Linked DNA regions of Xenopus laevis: region 2 is linked to region 1. The links are chromatin contacts, called in public Hi-C maps. All regions are on one chromosome and are shown on one strand. The core of a region is the stretch at or near the end of the contact, and the rest is flanking DNA. Distances in the headings are between cores, read along the strand shown.

Region 1 (5,875 bases), core at 1,048-3,547:
TTTATATATTACATTTTTGGCTAACTAACTATATTAGAAACATTTTTTATTTTGCACAGCCTATCCATTTACACAGTTTTTATCTTCATACTGAACTATTCCTTTAAGAGCAGATTGTGATACCCAAACTTCCAGGAAGACCTGCTGCTGTTACTTTTTTGCACTTTTAAACAGACTTTTATCATAAATTAAGGAGTCCTTTCCAGTCTCTTATTGTCTGTTTTTGTGAAATAAGGTTTTCCATCTCCAGTTGCCGTAATGATGACTCAAAATATAATGTTGCCTTTGCCATTTCTGTGACTTGCAAAAATAAGATTTTGATCCTAATGCACTTATCAAAGGAATAGATTATTCTTTATTGATTAGATACTGATGTTAAAGGGGAACTATCGTGAAAATGAAAATTTAATATATGCTTTATCATACTGAAATGAGAAACTTTCTAAATACAATCAATTGCATTTTCTGCATTGTTTCTGAAATAATCAAGTCTGTGTTCACTATCCCTCTCTCAGCATCTTTTTTTCTTCATTATGTCTTCATGCAGCAGGTGGGTGTCAGATATTCATTGACAGTTAGAGCCAATATATCTTATAAGGGCGGCTTCCTTTCCTAGCAGATGGTTCACCCTTTATTAAATATGCCACTGTGCAGTCACAATTTCCAAAATGCTTATTTCATTTGGATACTTTGCGTCTCCTTGAAATGAGCAGAGTTGTTGATATCTTACAATGTTTCAAACCATGAAACTTATTCCTATTACTTGACATTTCAGTATGTGCTTTCATTTGTAGGTTTGATGTAATTCTAGACAATGTTGGAGGAGCAACAGAAGCTCTGGCACTTCAGTTTCTTAAGCCATGGTCAGGAGCCACCTATGCAACGCTAGTAACTCCATTTCTTTATAATAATGATCGGCTGGGCATAGCAGATGGCATGATGCGCACCGGCGTTACTCTTAGTTGCAAAGTAGTAAAGGTAACTTTTACTGTTCTTTCTTATTTGGGCGAGGCTACACAGCGCATTCTATATTTTTATGTTTATCTTGCGGGGGAATGGGTTAACTGGAAATCTATTGGGCCCCACAGGATAACATTTTTAGGGCCCTTAAACCTTCTTGTAAAGTCAGTAAGCAACATATAATACTATAGATAGTAGTATCCAAATTCATACCTCCAAATTTACATCAGTTCAGTTATAATATTATAGTCCACACCCCATCTGCTCCTGTCCTGTCTAATTGGGAACAGTTGGAAAGTAAGAGGATATTTTGGGTATGTGGATGTGAGTAATAGCAATGAGTAGATGGCACAAAGACAATAAAGGCTGATTATGTAATGCAAGTAAAGCTGCTCTGAGTAATTACAATTCACGGATGTGTTTTTTTTCTTTTGATATACAGAAAGGTCCATATTACATGAATACCATCTCCCAGTTGATATCAAGCAGCTAAATTGAATTAGTTAAAATCATTTTTTTTTCTCTATAATAATACATCTTAATCTTTACTAAGCTGCTTAAAATCATATTGATGGAAACACAAGCATTTTGGGTTTATTTAATGTTTACATGATTTTTGTTTAGTAAACTTTGCGTATGGTGATCCAAATCACAGAATGATTCCATATCTGAAGAACCCCAGGTCCCAAGCCTTCTGAATAATACATCCTATATCTGTATAGTTCCCATTAAACCTTATTTTGAAATCCCCCCCCATTTGTTCCATTCCATATCACCACTAAGTATATATAAGTAATATAATAAAGTATATCTTCTGACTTGGGTTGCTCTTTCTTATTTCAGCACCTTTGCAAAGGAGTCCATTATCGATGGGTATTTTTCTCCCCTAGTGGACCATCTCTGGATGAGATAGGAGAACTTGTTAAGGATGTAAAGGTATATTATAACATAATAACAGTTAAAGTAGATTCCTATTTGGTATTTTTAAGTGTTTGTAACAGAAACAAGGCATGTCGGGAATCCTGTTGATTAGCTGTAAGCAATGAACAACTTTCAGTTACAGTAAAATCCTTATGTTCCTCCTTCCAGAACCGAAAGTCAGTTCCAAGCAGCACGATTTTTTTACATAGCAGAAAGCTAGCAGTGCGGACAGCCATGAAACCTTTGCACACAGATAGTGTTCTAGCAGAAAAAGATGTATACCAGCTTCTATTATCTGTGCACTCTTGGCAGAGTTTAACATTAATCCCTCTTTTCAGAACAAACAAAGTATCCTGTACTAGGAGTCTGATGCTCTGCAGTAAATAGATTGTGTTCCCATTATTCCCCTAATCTTCACTAATCATAACCCATTCAGCCTGCCACAGCCCCCTGCCACCTTTTACAGCCCTAACACCGGAAGCCTTTTTTATTTGTCGGTTGATTTCGACAGTGACTGGATTTTATGGAACCATGTTGAATGGTCAGCCTTTTGTGGATTAAGCAGACAATACAGCAAATACGGATGAGAATTTACTAATGCTTTAGATTGTGGTTATCATCATTTTTGAATTCATTTCTTAGGCCTTTGGCTATGCCAGGTCTATTCCCACAATACATCTGATGAGCAGTTACAGATCAGCCTTGTAGTGATTCACTGGATTATACACTCCCATATTGTAAAACATAGCGACTAGTCACATTGGACTCTCATGACTATATAAAGGCTACAGACTGAGTGCATTTATACAGGTCACTGGACTCAAATGCCACTTTTATTATTTTTATTTTGAGTTATTTATTTATATTTTTAGTTATTTATTTATAAATATTATCTTTATTTTTGTGATGTGACATTACTAAGTCAATTAAGCACTGTATATTTTGTAGGATATTTGATTTTTGTGTATTACAGTATAAGCCCTTTTTGTGTAAATAATTTTCCTTTTTTTTTTATAATGGAAGCCTTATTTGTACATCCATATTATTTACATACTTGTGTTTTAAAGGGGTTGTTTACCTTTAAATGAACTTTTAGTATGACGTAGAGAGTGATATTCTAAGAAAATTTTCAACTGGCTTTAATTTTTTATTATTTTTGGTTTTTGAGTTATTTAGCTTTTTATTCAGCACCTCTCCAGTTTGCAATTTCATCTGGTTGCTAGGGTTCAACCATGCATTGATTTGAATAAGAGATTGGGAAATAAATAGGAGAGGACCGGAACAGAAAGATGAGTAATAAAAAGTAGCAATAACAATAAATGTGTAGCCTTGCAGAGCATTTGTTTTTAGATGGGGCCAGTGACCCCCCATTTGAAAGCTGGAAAGTGTAAGAAGAAAAAAGGCAATTCATTAAAAACTATAAAATGAAGGCCAATTGAAAAGTTGCTGAGAATTATAACATACTTAAAGTTAACTTGAAGGTGAACCACCCCTTTAAGTAAATATCATTGACCCCATTGGCCATATTAGGAATTAAAATGGTGAAGCCTTGCTGGTCTTTAAAATCCAATATTTAATTATATTTGAGATATTTATCTCCAATAGTATGGATGTACTTCTCATAATGCTATTCCATTATAATAATGACTTGTCTGATTTTTATTGCAGATTCGGCCTGTGATTGAGGAAATATTTTCATTTTCTGATGTTCCGAAGGCCTTCAATAAGGTGGAAAAAGGACACGCAAGAGGCAAAACTGTCATTAGTGTTACAGAAAGTAAATAAATGTTGCTTATTTGTACCACTGGTGGTTTCCTCTCATTTGTACTGTAATTAAGCTGAAAGTTTCAAACTGTCTGTAATGGTGTTGTTTTTTTTTGAGCAGTAATTTTTATGTGTAGGGGACCAGTTCTGTTTGCTAAAAGTTGCATATGAAAGGACCTATGTCGGCATTTAGCTGTACAGGGGCAGCCACAGTGGTGTTAATAACCCTTTTAGTAGTTCAAATGTATTGCTTTAAGGGCAAAATGTTGAATTGTAAAAATAAATATAAACTAAAGAGATAAAAGACAATAATCACCTTTCTCTGTCTCCTCCAATATGCTTTGGGTACTACTCCAACTACAAAAGCTCCAGATGTGCTGTGTTCAGAGGGAAATCCTTCTTGCTGATCACTTATGTTGATTATTTTCACCTTCCCTGAATATCCTGGAATTGTGGTTGAATAGTGTCTGGGTCTTTCACTGAAACTAAATTATTATACCTGTAGTTTGGTAGCAGGTTCAGACAGTCAGTGGCATGGAGCAGCTCTAACTGGCTGTGTGGGTTATGTGGGTATAACTGCAGGTGGTGTGTGGGTTAGTATTTATTGTAGTATTAATACGGCGATAAGAAGAGTAAGTATCATGCATACATAGATGCTAATGTACTTGGGGGCAAATTTACTAAAGGGCAAATTTTCGACCTCGGAAGGCTCCGACACACTTTGCGCAACATCACCAGTCGTTAATTCACAGCGCATACACTTATTTATCAAAATGCCATGTTACGTCTCGGCAGAGGAACGCTAGTGAAGTTTCGCCAGCGCAGGCATTTCTAAGCAAACTTTCGCTAGCGTTACTTTGTTCCTAGTGAAACTTCGTTAACATACTTGTGCTTTTGAATTTAAATATGGAGGGTACATATAGGTCAAATATATTTATTAGTGATGGTGAAATTGCTGGAAGCGGCCACTGAATGTCAAGCAAAATAAAGTCAAAAGAGATCCTCTATTGTCCTAGACATGAGCCCACCCTAAAACAAATGTGGCATGACCTTCAAATGGTTAAAAAATTTTACTAAAACATATATGTAACAGTTACAACTTTTAAACATAATGCCACATTGAAATATAAAAAAACGCCAGGGTTTTATCTTTTTTATGACTTTTCGGCATACAGGATATGATGTCACTAAGATTGTTGAAAATGTAGCTTCAATTCGCCAGGTATTGCCGTAAAGGGAAACTTAGTGGAAACTTTGCACTTTGATGAATTTGCGGAGTAACGCTCGTTCGCCGCAACGAAAATTCGCCTGGTGAAAGGGCATGAAACTTCGTTTGTGCTAGCGAATTGTCGTCTATGCCTTTTACTAAATTGCAGCTTTGGCGAATTCATGCTAGCGACGGCCACTTTGCCCTTTAGTAAATAAGCTTCATGTAAACGGTTTCTTAGCCCAGAATGGCTGTGATAGATGGGTGACATTTTTATGCCTTCCCAGCAATATATTTCAAAACCATTATCTTTCAGGCTTGAAAGTTTCACTCATCATGAAATGCTTTGCATACCGTATGCAGTTAAAATAATAACTTTGTATAACTGGTCTGAAGGTTCACAAAAAATTTCCATCTGGTCTCTCCTTATTTTTATTAACATGTATTTATATAGTGCCATATATTGCGTAGCACTGTAAAGTAACTGTGATTATACAACTACATCACATGAATTACATACATAGAATATATGGAGTAACAAACATCGATCCTATCATCGGAAAACATGTTTTTTTCAAAACGCATCAGTTAATAGTACTACTCCAGCAGAATTCTGCACTGAAATCCACTTCTCAAAAGAGCAAACTGATTTTTTTTATATTCAATTTTGAAATCTGACATGGGGCTAGACATTTTGTCAATTTCCCAGCTGCCCCTGGTCATGTGACTTGTGCCTGCACTTTAGGAGAGAAATGCTTTCTGGCAGGCTGCTGTTTTTCCTTCTCAATGTAACTGAATGTGTCTCAGTGGGACATGGGTTTTTGCTATTGAGTGCTGTTCTTAGATCTACCAGGCAGCTGTTATCTTGTGTTAGGGAGCTGCTATCTGGTTACCTTCCCATTGTTCTTTTGTTTGGCTGCTGGGGGGAAAAGGGAGGGGGTGATACCACTCCAACTTGCAGTACAGCAGTAAAGAGTGATTGAAGTTTATCAGAGCACAAGTCACATGACTTGGGGCAGCTGG
Region 2 (6,139 bases), core at 3,194-5,693, 100 kb after region 1:
TAAAATCCAAGATGGGAAAGTCCTGTGACCAGTTTGAAGGCCCGGGTCTACTGAAGATTCTGAACCTTTCGGCTGGTGCAGTAAGTTCAGTATAGAAAAAATATGGTAATTCTAGCCATTTTCATTTTCAGGGCTCAGCTCTCCTTCAACAATAATATTTAATTATTGAAATAATAGGCAGAAAGTATGTTCTGCAGAAGCTTTATTCATTGAACTTATGTTGAACAAGGTGGTATTTAACTGGAAAAATGCTCCTGGTTTCATAGGAAGCTGTTTAGTGCCCACAAAGTATTTCTAGCTGCTGTCTGTCAGAAGTAGCACAGCAGCATTGTGCCTTACTAGAAATAAAATACAGTAAAAGTAGGTTTAGTTGTTATTTAATAGTTTAAACAAAGTTAGATAAAATCAAGCCATGCATTAAAATTAGATAATTTGACTAAGAAGATTTTATGCAGCAGCACAGAACTGATTAATGTGCATAGAAAGGAAACAGCAGTTGTACAAAAGGACTTATTATAGGATCATGGTATCCTTTCAATACCTATACCTCAGTATTATGCTTTAGTTTATCTCCCAAACTCTTTAAAATAAATAGCATCAGTTTAAATTTAGTATACAAAACCATTTAGATATGTCCAAATAACCAATCCATTACCTAAAATGGCAACTTACAAGTATTTACATTTTACAAGTTCTGGTATAGGGTGGTACAGGATTCTTTGAGTCTTTTTATGGACCCTTAGTTTTGTCAGGAGGCTATAATCTACAATGGAAGGAAGCAGGATGCACTTTCCCGAGTTCTGCTAAACAAATATACATGTAGCATAATATATAACATACCATAGAACATAGAACCTTTCCTTAATATAATTAAGGAAAGTCATTTTTGTTTGTAACTCAATAAAAGAGAATCAAAGTCTGTCAGTCAGATCACTTGTAACCACTGCCAATAATGGGAGAACAGATTAAGTTCAACATCATATCATTTAGGAAAGCTACAGTAAGGATAGAGCTAGAAACAGAGAAAAGGTAAAAGTAGATACATAAAACTGGTTAACCCTGGGGTTCAGAATTCCCAGACCCACTTCCCAAAGCCTGTGTAAGCCAACCAAATGCCAAAATAACAAAATCTGGTCAGTGTTGCCAAATTGCTTATACAATAAGCAAGCCTAATTAACATTGGTCTCTAGCAATGGGATCTTTGTCTCTTAGTAACCCACTTTAACATCTGATTTTAAATATGGCTGCCTTGATGCCTCTAATAATTCCTTACCTACACGTATAGGTAACTTTCTCCCAACTCGATCCCTGAATAAGGAGGCTCAGAAACAGGCTTGCTGGAGAGAAGAACCCTTCTATGCTTGTCTGAACACATTACCTATATACATACATGCAACAGGTATAATTTGTATAAAACATCTTCCAGAGCTCATGTTGACATAGCTTGGGATTTTATGAGCATTGTGGCAATAAAATGTGCTAGACTGACTGACTAGGAAATGTTTTTCTAAAATACAAGGCTAAACCTTGGCCAAAGGGCAAAATGTGAATTAGCAAAAAGCACCCTGGAAAAGTGATTTCAGACATATACTGGAGGCTAATCCACTTTAATTAGAAAAACAGCTATTCATTTACTATGAGGTGAAATCTTTACAAAAGAAATAGAGGGTTGTAATTTAACAGATTAGTATAGATATAATTTAATACATGGCCTAAATATTTGTCTTTTATATGGTACACATAACATTTTCCTGTTGACATATTTAAGCAGAGAAACCAACAGATACCTATCTGTGCTGTCTGTAATTTAAATGTAAACCACATGTCATGGTTTGCAAGAAATGCACATTTGAAATGGTTGAGGTTTCCATTAGTCTAAATGACAAGTTGTATGGATATGTATCTGACATTTCTCCACCTGTTAAAATACCCCAACAGAGAGATAATAGGGCACAGTTGGTCTTATTACCAGTTCCAGATTTTAGTAAATCATCAGGAAGTTTAAAAAGCTAAACCTTGCCTGGGATAGTTTACTTGGTCTTTGCTTGGATCTTGCTTAAAGGAGTTGTTCACCTTTAAATTAACTTTTAGTGTGATGTAGAGAGATATTCTGAGACAGTTTTCAATTGGTTTTAATTTTTTATTATTTGTGGTTTATTTGTTATTTAGCTTTTTATTCAGCAGCTCTTCAGTTTGCAATTTCAACAATCTGGTTGTTAGGGTCCAAATTACCCTAGCAACCATGCATTAATTTGAGTAAGAGACTGGAATATGAGAGTGCCGGAATAGGAAGATGAGTAATAAAAAGTAGCAATTACAATTTATTTGTAAGCCTTAAAGAGTACTTGTTTTTAAGATGGGTCAATGATCCCCATTTGAAAGCTGAAAAGAGTCAGAAGTAACAGGCAAATTATTCAAAAACTATAAAAAAAGACAATATGAAAGCCAATTGAAAAGTTGCTTAGAACTAACCATTCTATAACTTTAAAGAGGTGATTCACTATTAAGTTAACTTTAAGTATGTTACAGAATAGCTAATTCTAAGTAACTTTTTATTTGGCCTTCACTATTCTTTTTTTATATCTTTTTTCAATGTTATGCCTTCTTATGACTCTTTCCAGCTTTCAAATGGGGGTCAACAGCCCTCAATTAAAGGTGAACAACCCCTTTAATTTTCCCCAAAAAATTGTGAATTATATAGGTTTCTGCAATGTACTTCAATGCATGATAATTTGCATGTTACGTGTGTGTTCTTTGTATTCACTGTTGTGATCATTTTCACCTAGTAAATAGCAAGTAAAGCAGGTAAAGATAAGTATAACAGCTTGCAATAAGTGTCGCACAAACACTTGCATACGATTGCCATAGCAGGTAATTAGAGCAATTACAAGCAGGATCAGACTTGCCCAGCGGTCCTCACTGGGCAAATTACTCCAGTCCAACACTGACTGCAGAACCTAGACTTTTTAAAATCACAGGCACCCAAAAACACCAGAATCACCTATGGCTTATGACACACTGGGTGCTTTTCAGCATGGGGAAAAGTGCCCAAAATCACCACATGTAAATCTGGAAATGCTCCCTCTTTCCCTTCAAACAAACTTTTTTATACAGACATCGGTGGCCTCCCCAACTGAAGCTGCTGCCTTGGGCACTGACCCTTGGGGGTGCTTATATAAAAGATATGGCCCTTCATTTCCCATTGACTTGATTTGGAAATGCCTGACAGTGTCAGTACTGGGAAAATATGCTAGTGAGACTTTCAGGCTGAAAAGGGCTAGTGCCTGCACCGTGAGGCACTTCCCATTTAAGTCAATTGGTGGGCATTTCAGCTAGCTGAAAAGCCTAAGGACCAATCAATCAGATTGACTGCAGTAAACACGAGACTGCCAATCGGATTGACTGCAATCAAAAGGAGACAGACTTTCTGTAATTCTAAGCTTTCTGGATAATGGGTTTCCAGATAACGAATCCCATACCTGTAAGTTGGCTATGACTGAAGACAGTACCAATGACTCCATTCTAAAGAAAAAAATAATGTGTAATATGGCCAACACATAACCAAAAATGAAGGAGGGTGGAATTAGGAGACTAATAGCACAAAGGACAATGTGATCTCAAGACAAGAATGAGAGGGACAAATACTAAAATCCTAGTATTGGGATCTGACCTGCTTATTTGGAATTCGGCCAATCCCAAACCTTTTTCAGCAGGACTTCAGTGCGTCCCTAATTTAAACAACTTTTTATCAAAGTGTTTCAAAAGCTTCACTGTTTAAATGGGGGATTAGGCCACTGAAAATGTGAGTATAGGGCACAAAAGGGTAAGACACGTGTAACTTAGACAAAGAAGCACTGATCTTACCCCACTGCTTCTCTTTGTGCTCTTACATAAAACTCTGTACATTAGTTAATAAAAGGAAAAATCATGACAAAAACACGTCTACCCTTTGTGTACAGAAAAGGAAAGTGATTCATAGTTTAATGCTGTATCAGACCAAACCCTTGTTATAAACTGTCGAAATAGTTTATGACATCACTGTTTATGAAAAGGGAAAATGATTAATAACCTGCTGAACTGACAGCACAAGCCTGTGGAGTGTTTTCATATCCCTATTATTGATGTAGCTGAATACTGAACCAACTCCTATAAAATACTGATAACTGCATTACTTGCTCATGCTCATTTTTCTATTTTGTAATCAGTTCATGCTTTTTTGTTTTAGTTTAAAGGTGTATTATGAACTGCTAGGACTTTTAATTAAAGGGGACTGGTCACCCAGACATAAAGCTGTATACTTAGGTCAACCTGTTATAAACTGATTTAAAAATCACATCTGTCAGTCATATTTTGTCTTCTCGCCTCTATGCCTGCCTGAGGCATAGCAAGCACTCTCACTTTCATTTCTGCATTTCCTTGATATCCTTGACCTCCTCTCTTCTGCCTCTTCACCGTCTATAAATGAGCAGTGCTGGGGCCCAGATGCAGGCAAAGGGGTGTGGGCCTGGGTGCACCCCTGCACCCCTGGTAGTTCGGCCCCTGGCCTTTGCATAGGCACCTGCATCAGATCCCCATTCTGACACATACAATAGATTTTGGGATGGTGTAAAACTTGACTTGATAACAGTTTCCGAAAAATGGCACCTGCCTTTATCCTCTAATTTTGGATCCCAAAAGAATGATGATGCAATAGTTAAATCATTGGTATAGTATAGATTTTATTTTGCTTCACTAACACAATAAAACAGGATTTGGAATTATTTCTTATGGTGACAGGTCCACTTTAATATCATAGGGGGGTCATTTATGTCTTCCAAGGTAAAACTGCAAAATAAAGGCCCCACTACAAATCCCCTAACATGTGTGTCTGAAGAAATGTCAGAGGTCACAGGCTGCAGCGAGGCCCTGCTCTAAGGCATCACCCTGCCCTCTATGGCCCTAGGGAAACTAAATGACCCGTTATAAGGCCCCTCTATGCTCAATTTAAGCCCCAATGCAAGATGGGGGTATCATTTATTCCTGGCTTCCATTGTGTCTATTCTAAAGCAAAATAGGAAGAAGCATATTATCAAAAATATTTTACCTCAGTTGTCATTACTGTCCCACTTGAATATTTGGAGGAAATTAAGCCTTTAGATTACACACACCTTTGACTAATGAAAAGAAGCTAATTGATTCTCCCAAAATCACTACTACCATCAAGCTCTTGAAAGTGACCCATGGCAACTAAGCAGTCAGAGAAATTAATTTTTGAATATTTTTCTATCTTCTATGTCATTATTTATAACACACACTTACTCAAACACTGAAGCTAAGCAATTTGATGTTCAGCAGGGTTGGGGAGGGAGTTAAATCATCAGCCAAGGCTGGTATTAGGAAATTACTATTACTATGCATTTGTAATTCCTTGTCCTTCCTTCCAACTCCCTGCAATACAACTCCACTGACCCATCTATTTATGGTCTTCATCCATCCTAGTTCCCACTCCAGCCACATCCTTGTCCCAGTCTCAAGCCCTGACTCACCCAGTCCCAACCTCTGATCTATCCAATTCCCCCATAACTCCGCCCACCACTTCCATGACATCACCACCCTGTCCTGCTAAATAATACTGGCAAACTTATGCAGATCCACTGCTGTAGCAATTATTGTTGTCTAACAGGTACCTGGAATATAATGGATTTTTTGTCATCTCAGCATGAACAAATGTTTTCCCAGGTTCATTAACGCAATGCAGAAAACGGATTTCAATACATTAACAGCCAATGTGCATTAACGCTTACTGGTGATTTGTTGCAGTGGGTTACTGGTCAAGGAAAACTCCCAGGTATATACTGATTGGTTTTTGGAAAACATTCATTTATGTGAATTACTTCATGTTAACATAGGGAGTGTAGTACTCTTGTACTACAGCAATGTGAAATATGCTGGTGCTATAAAAAAATGTTAATAATATATGAGCAAAGGCTTATTTATCAATGCAACCAGTACAATTTGTGCCTGTAACATTAGTAGGCACAAGTTGTTTCTGCATGTTGCTCTGGAGCTAATACAGGTGCTCTGTACTTAGGGCTACACAGTAGTGATGTGCAGGTTGACCCGAAACTGACTGGGACCCGTGTGTTTAGTGCCAGTTGGG

What was found. Hi-C and Micro-C count contacts between places; a contact is called where the count stands out from the background.
Region 2: a Hi-C map of the XL177 cell line shows a contact between it and region 1, with 8 times the contacts expected there. The contact joins two enhancer-like sites. A contact is called at or near these places in 2 of 4 Hi-C or Micro-C datasets (the XL177 cell line and the XTC cell line).

What each region holds. Positions count from the first base shown.
Region 1 is chr5L:82,683,369-82,689,243 of Xenopus_laevis_v10.1, forward strand. rtn4ip1.L (reticulon 4 interacting protein 1 L homeolog) reads left to right here. Exons shown (of 9, transcript NM_001097670.1): 7 at 795-978; 8 at 1,804-1,896; 9 at 3,550-3,682. The coding sequence ends at 3,666. Among protein-coding and RNA genes, the nearest start is that of rtn4ip1.L, 8.9 kb to the left of the region's middle. Within about 2 kb of position 2,298, at least 1 of the 7 cell types and tissues checked has an H3K27ac peak or open chromatin away from gene starts, as enhancers often do.
Region 2 is chr5L:82,785,243-82,791,381 of Xenopus_laevis_v10.1, forward strand. All of the region lies in intron 2 of crybg1.L (beta/gamma crystallin domain-containing protein 1), which reads right to left. Among protein-coding and RNA genes, the nearest start is that of crybg1.L, 49 kb to the right of the region's middle. Within about 2 kb of position 4,444, at least 2 of the 7 cell types and tissues checked have an H3K27ac peak or open chromatin away from gene starts, as enhancers often do.